2 separate regions of the Sus scrofa genome follow, and region 2 is linked to region 1. Evidence: chromatin contacts called from public Hi-C data. All regions are on one chromosome and are shown on one strand. Each heading gives the region's core, a stretch centred on a gene start, on an enhancer-like site or on the middle of the called end of the contact. The rest is flanking DNA. Distances are from core to core; before and after follow the strand shown. Region 1 overlaps SV2B (synaptic vesicle glycoprotein 2B). Region 2 overlaps AKAP13 (A-kinase anchor protein 13).

The links. A called contact is a pair of places that touch in the nucleus more often than the background predicts.
Region 2: a contact with region 1 is called in a Hi-C map of omental adipose tissue, with 2.5 times the contacts expected there. The contact joins two enhancer-like sites. A contact is called at or near these places in 10 of 47 Hi-C or Micro-C datasets (brain, embryonic fibroblasts, epiblast stem cells and 6 more) and 1 of 2 datasets of contacts at active chromatin or transcription factors (alveolar macrophages).

Annotation. Positions count from the first base shown.
Region 1 is chr7:87,591,168-87,593,899 of Sscrofa11.1, reverse strand. The region is part of intron 9 of SV2B (synaptic vesicle glycoprotein 2B); the gene reads left to right. Among named protein-coding and RNA genes, the nearest start is that of SV2B, 170 kb to the left of the region's middle. Within about 2 kb of position 1,394, at least 3 of the 83 cell types and tissues checked have an H3K27ac peak or open chromatin away from gene starts, as enhancers often do. A contact at or near this core is called in omental adipose tissue, where this site is marked.
Region 2 is chr7:87,999,311-88,002,042 of Sscrofa11.1, reverse strand. The region is part of intron 2 of AKAP13 (A-kinase anchor protein 13); the gene reads right to left. Among named protein-coding and RNA genes, the nearest start is that of AKAP13, 110 kb to the right of the region's middle. Within about 2 kb of position 1,397, at least 13 of the 83 cell types and tissues checked have an H3K27ac peak or open chromatin away from gene starts, as enhancers often do. A contact at or near this core is called in omental adipose tissue, where this site is marked.

The DNA.
Region 1 (2,732 bases), core at 145-2,644:
TCCATATGCCACAGGTGTGGCCCTAAAAAGCAAAAAATAATAATAAAAAAATAATGCTTCCTTGAGACTGCCCTCAAGGAGGGCAGGGCAAAAATTTCCCTGGGCCGCATGATGCACTAAGCTGAACACATTCAGCCCTGCTGTTTCCCTTCTGGAATTATACTTAGCAGGTTCACTGGGACAGGTAACTCCATAGTCCAGGTGGTGCAGTGTCAGTGATATAAACTGCCCCCTAGTTAACACCTCTGTGCAAGAATTATCACCAGGAATTCTCTCCTCCAGTGTGGGTTTTACCTCCCCAGGCTGTACCCACCTACATGGCTGAGGGAAGTGGCCCTGCCTGTGATTGTCAGCTGCAGTAGGAGAGGACCAAGGGGAAGTCCAAGGAGGGGCTTTGGGCAGTCTAGTCCATATGGCTCTTATGGGCTGGACCTTAGCAAATGTTCACTGTTATTTAGGATGAGAAAGAAAGTGTGATATAAAAAGGAGAATATTATTTCTACGAAACTCATATTTGGGGGAGGAAAGTTAGGACCAAGTATCAGTGAATGGAATTTAGATTTTCAGGTGATTTTTTTAAAAGGCTGAGGCTTGGTCACAAACATCTACACACTCAAGTGCCCATGCAGGCACGCGCCCTTGGTGGAGACACTTCAGTCACTGGAATCTGCAGAGAGTGGCCACTTCCAGGAATAGCAGCTCCAAGGCTAGTGGTTGGCAGTGGATGGCAACTCCCTCCAGGATTTCTCACTGTTAAGGCTCTTTCATATAAGCCAAGAGGTCTTGTGTTGGCAATGCCAAGGAAGAAATGCTTTGCCATTATTAGAACATTTTAGAAATGTTGGAAACAAGCACATTATGGATGGCTTGATGTCACCCAGGATTTTTCCCTGCAGAAACAATTCACTAGAAGAGATCTCATCCATGGAGTTCCCAATGTTCAGTGATCCTCTATTGTGATATTAGTGATAATAATGACGGTAATGGCAGTGGTAATAGGCTGATAATAACATTACCAAACACTTCTGTGTGCTGGATGCTGCCTCAAGTGCCTTTCCTAGATTATCTCCTTTAAAAACTCCAGGAGGCAAGAAATGTGCTTTCTCTTTTACAGGTGGGGAAAAGAGCTTAGAGAGGTTGGGTAGCTCGCTCAAATCACACAACTAACATAAAGAGAAATGTCTCTCGCCCAGTTCATGCATTTGGACTTCAATCCCATACCCTTAACAACTACAAATATTATCTAATTGGGAAATATTCCATTCCCACAGAGGCTCTGTTTTACATGGTGTTTTCTGTATTAGAAAGTTAATTGCCATGTGAAAACCCTTACGATTTTGAACAGTAGGTTTTGGAGTTCCAAGACTTAGCTGTGCAGAAAATGGGAACTTGTGGTCCACTCTGCCCTTTTAAAAGGACCAGGACTCCTGAAGCTTTCAGCAGGCTGCTGGGTGGGAGTGAGGAGAAGCAAGACTTGATGAGGGTGGTGGTCTCGTCTGGACCCAGAACCCCATGGGATATAGTTACTGACAAGGGTCTGGGAATGCATAGGCAGGCCAAGGTTGGTTTGGGAGTGGATGTAAATATTCTGCACATAAATATTCAGAGGTTCTATCACTTTTCTGTATTTCGAATGCATGGGAAAGTTTCTGGGTGATTATTAAAGTATAAATTCTTTCAAAAGTTGCAGTGAGTTAATTTTAACTTACCATATATATGTTTTTTAACCAACAGATTCTAAAGTACACCCACTGTCATTTGAAGCCCATAATTTTTAACCCCAGCAATGTGAATAAAAAGTTTTTCATAAGCTTAGGAGCATTTGAAACTAAGACTTGGTTTCTTCTCTTGAGTTATGCTGCCATCTGCTGGTCATAAACCAGAAAACACCTCTTCCTTGGAAACCTTGAGCCTCTTTGGAGAACGTGATTGATGTTGTTTAGCTCGGGTGGGACATTTTCCCATTTGTACCAGGATTCCCTCTTCGACTTTGTCCACACTTTGTTGACTAAAAATTTAGATAAAATTATTTACTTTATTGACTGTCACACATGGGGGAAGCTTACTTTTGGCAAGGAGAGCAGAGAGAAAGCAAGCAAACACACATTTAGGAAAGAGAAGGTTGATTTCATGCATCACAATGAAATGCTACCCACTTGGTTAAAAGCTCCTTTTAGCGGGGTATGAATAAGAATTTTCTGCTTGGCATATACACATTACTGTATATGAAATTGATAAGTAACAAGGGCCTACTGTATAGCACAGGGAAATCTATTCAATACTCTGTGATAGCCTATATGGGAAAGAATTTGAAAAAGAAGGTATGTATGTAAGATGTACTGTATGCTATGTACTATATACTATATAAGATTACTATAAGATTAATATATATTATACATACATACATTCTTTTCATACATACATAATATATATGCACGTATAACTGATTCACTTTGCTGTATACCTGAAACTAACACAACATTGTAAGTCAACTATACTCCAATAAAATTTATTAAAATTTTTTTTTTCTTCAGCTGCGGTGGGCATGTTTCAGGGCAGTAAATCTCTGTGCAGCTGCCAATGGTGGGAAATGTGTTAACTGTATCTTCTGGCTTTAGGTCTGAGGAAGTAGCCAAGGCTTGAGGGACTTAGGTTCCAAGCCTTGAAGGGTTATTAGCTAGCTGAGCCATCTCTGATCTAAGCCTCTAGTTGTATATCTTCTACTAGTCGTA
Region 2 (2,732 bases), core at 148-2,647, 410 kb before region 1:
CAGGTTCAAGTTTGAGAACCAGTAGCCCACACTGCACTGGACTGAGCCCCACTGGAGCAGTTATCACAGGAGGCCTAGTGTCTGTCCCCAAACGGTTCCCCTTCTTCCCAAACAATGCCACTCTGCGCTGTCTCATTCTGCATTCAGTAATCCCATCAACCCTCATTTTACAAATCCTCAGCAACAGCCTACTGCTTCCCACACTATGGAGGGTAAGAGCCAACATACTATATAGCACAGTGACATCAGGAACCCAGGCTTCTCAAGTAAGAAAGGCCAACTTCAACTTACTTACCAGCTGTATGACCTCAGCAAGTAGCTGAAACTCTCTGCCTTATTTCCTCACTTTTAAAATACAGAAAACAACAGCAATCTCATGAGATTGTTGGGGTGATAAAATGAGAAAATGAAAGTAGGAAATCTATATTTAGCATAGCACAGTAGCTAAGAACTAGAAGGTATTTAATAAAGGGAGGCTCTACAGACATAGAAAACAAACTTTCAGTTACCAAAGGGGAAGGACAGGGGGATAAAGTAGGAATTAGAGGTTAACAGATACATACTGCTATATACAAAACAGATAACAAGGACCTACTGTATAGCACAGGGAACCATATTCAATGTCTTGTAATAACTTATGGTGGAAAAGAAACTGAAAAAGAATACACACATATGCATAACCGAATCATTTCCTACACACCTGGAACACTGTAAATCAGCTATACTTCAACTTTTTAATTTTTAAAAAACAAAAAAAAACCTAAATGGAGGCTCTTAGGATTACCATTTTAATACAATATGCATTTCTGCTGCCTTCTACTGCATATACATAAATTACAGCAAATGAAAAATCTAGACCACAACCCCATAATCAACGGGAAGACTGAGACTGGAATCTCAGTATACCATTTCCTAAAACACTCACCTTTGTCTCATCATAAATGAGACCCTCTTGTAATTCTGAGACTTAGTAAGATATGGACAACATATAATCACACCCATGTATTTGACAAGGATAAAACAATTGTTTTTTATGGAGAGCTGGAAAATGGGCATTTGTGGACAAGAGATACTTGCCTATGGGAAACACCCACAGTAGTAGCTTAATATTAAGCTGCCTGGGATCCCTTAACCACACAAGACAGGATGAACCAGACACTGCTGGCAAAACCTAGTAAGTTTTATGTAGGAAGTGACCAAAGTAGAATTCACACTCATGTGAATAGGTTAAGATCACCCCTGGGCTTTAACTAGTTTAAGAAGATGACAGGAATGGCAGAAAATAAGTCCACAATCAGACTGGTGGGTTCCATGGACCAAAAAAGGAATGTACCACTGCTTGAGTAGCAAGATAAAACTCACATTTCCTTCTGTGGACATAACAAAGAGACAGCTGAAAATTCCACCTCAGCTGCCAGATGCTCTGTATATCACATGGGGTCAGTAGTTAATCCAAACACAGAGCTTGGTAAAGGGTTCCAAGGATGCACAAGGGCCAGTAGTTTTTTTTGTTTTTTTGTGTTTTTTTTTGGTTTAAAAAAGAGTAAACAAGCAAACAAATCTCTGAGAGTATAGATGATGTTCCCTGTGCTTAAGGATAAGGACCCACATAAAAGGAAACAATCAGAAACTCTGAAGGAGAAATGTGTAGGAATAAGAAAAGTACTATAAAGATGCATGTCACCAGTTCATTAATCAATCAATAAATTAGTATACCTTTCAGGAGAATGTAATTTCTACATCCCTGCTGATATAAATATATTCCTAACGTGCTATCTGTATGGAGCTATTTATGGATTTCAGAATTACAGATTCAGTGGGATGACTCTGAATCTTCCTACCAGTTTCATCTCAGATGGCATAGCAAATTCCAAGAGGGCAATGAAAATCTTATAGTCGGAGTTCCCGTCGTGGCGCAGTGGTTAACGAATCCGACTAGGAACCATGAGGTTGCGGGTTCGGTCCCTGCCCTTGCTCAGTGGGTTAACGATCCGGTGTTTCCGTGAGCTGTGGTGTAGGTCGCAGACGCGGCTCGGATCCCGCGTTGCTGTGGCTCTGGCATAGGCCGGTGGCTACAGCTCCGATTCAACCCCTAGCCTGGGAACCTCCATATGCCTCGGGAGCGGCCCAAGAAATAGCAGCAACAACAACAACAAAAGACAAAAAAAAAAAAATCTTATAGTCTTACCATAAAGACTAGAACTTTTTTTGTTTTTGCTAAAGTATATCTAATGTACAATGCTATATAAGTTACTGTTGTACCATACAGTGATTCACAATTTTTAAAGGTTATACTTCATTTATAATTACAATAAAACATTGGCTATATCCCCTTGTTGTACAATATATACTTGTAGCTTTTTTTTCCCCTTTATTTAGGACTGCTCCTGCTGCATATGGAAGTTTCTGGGCTAGGGGTTGAATGGGATCTGAAGCTACCAGCCTACACCACTGCCATAGCAATGCTGGATCCCAGCCACATCTGCAACCTACATCACAGCTTCCAGCCCCACTGAGTGAGGCCAGGGATTGAACCTGCATCCTCACGTATCCTCGGTCAGGTTCTAAACCCACTGAGTCACAAAAGCTACTCCCTTGTAGCTTATTTTATACTTAATAGTTTGTGCCAGAATTTTAAAATATAAATCTTGCTGTCTCAGTTTCCCCATCTATAAAATAAGAAAACAATTCCTATTTCACAGGTTTGTCAAGCCAATAAAATGAGATTAGTA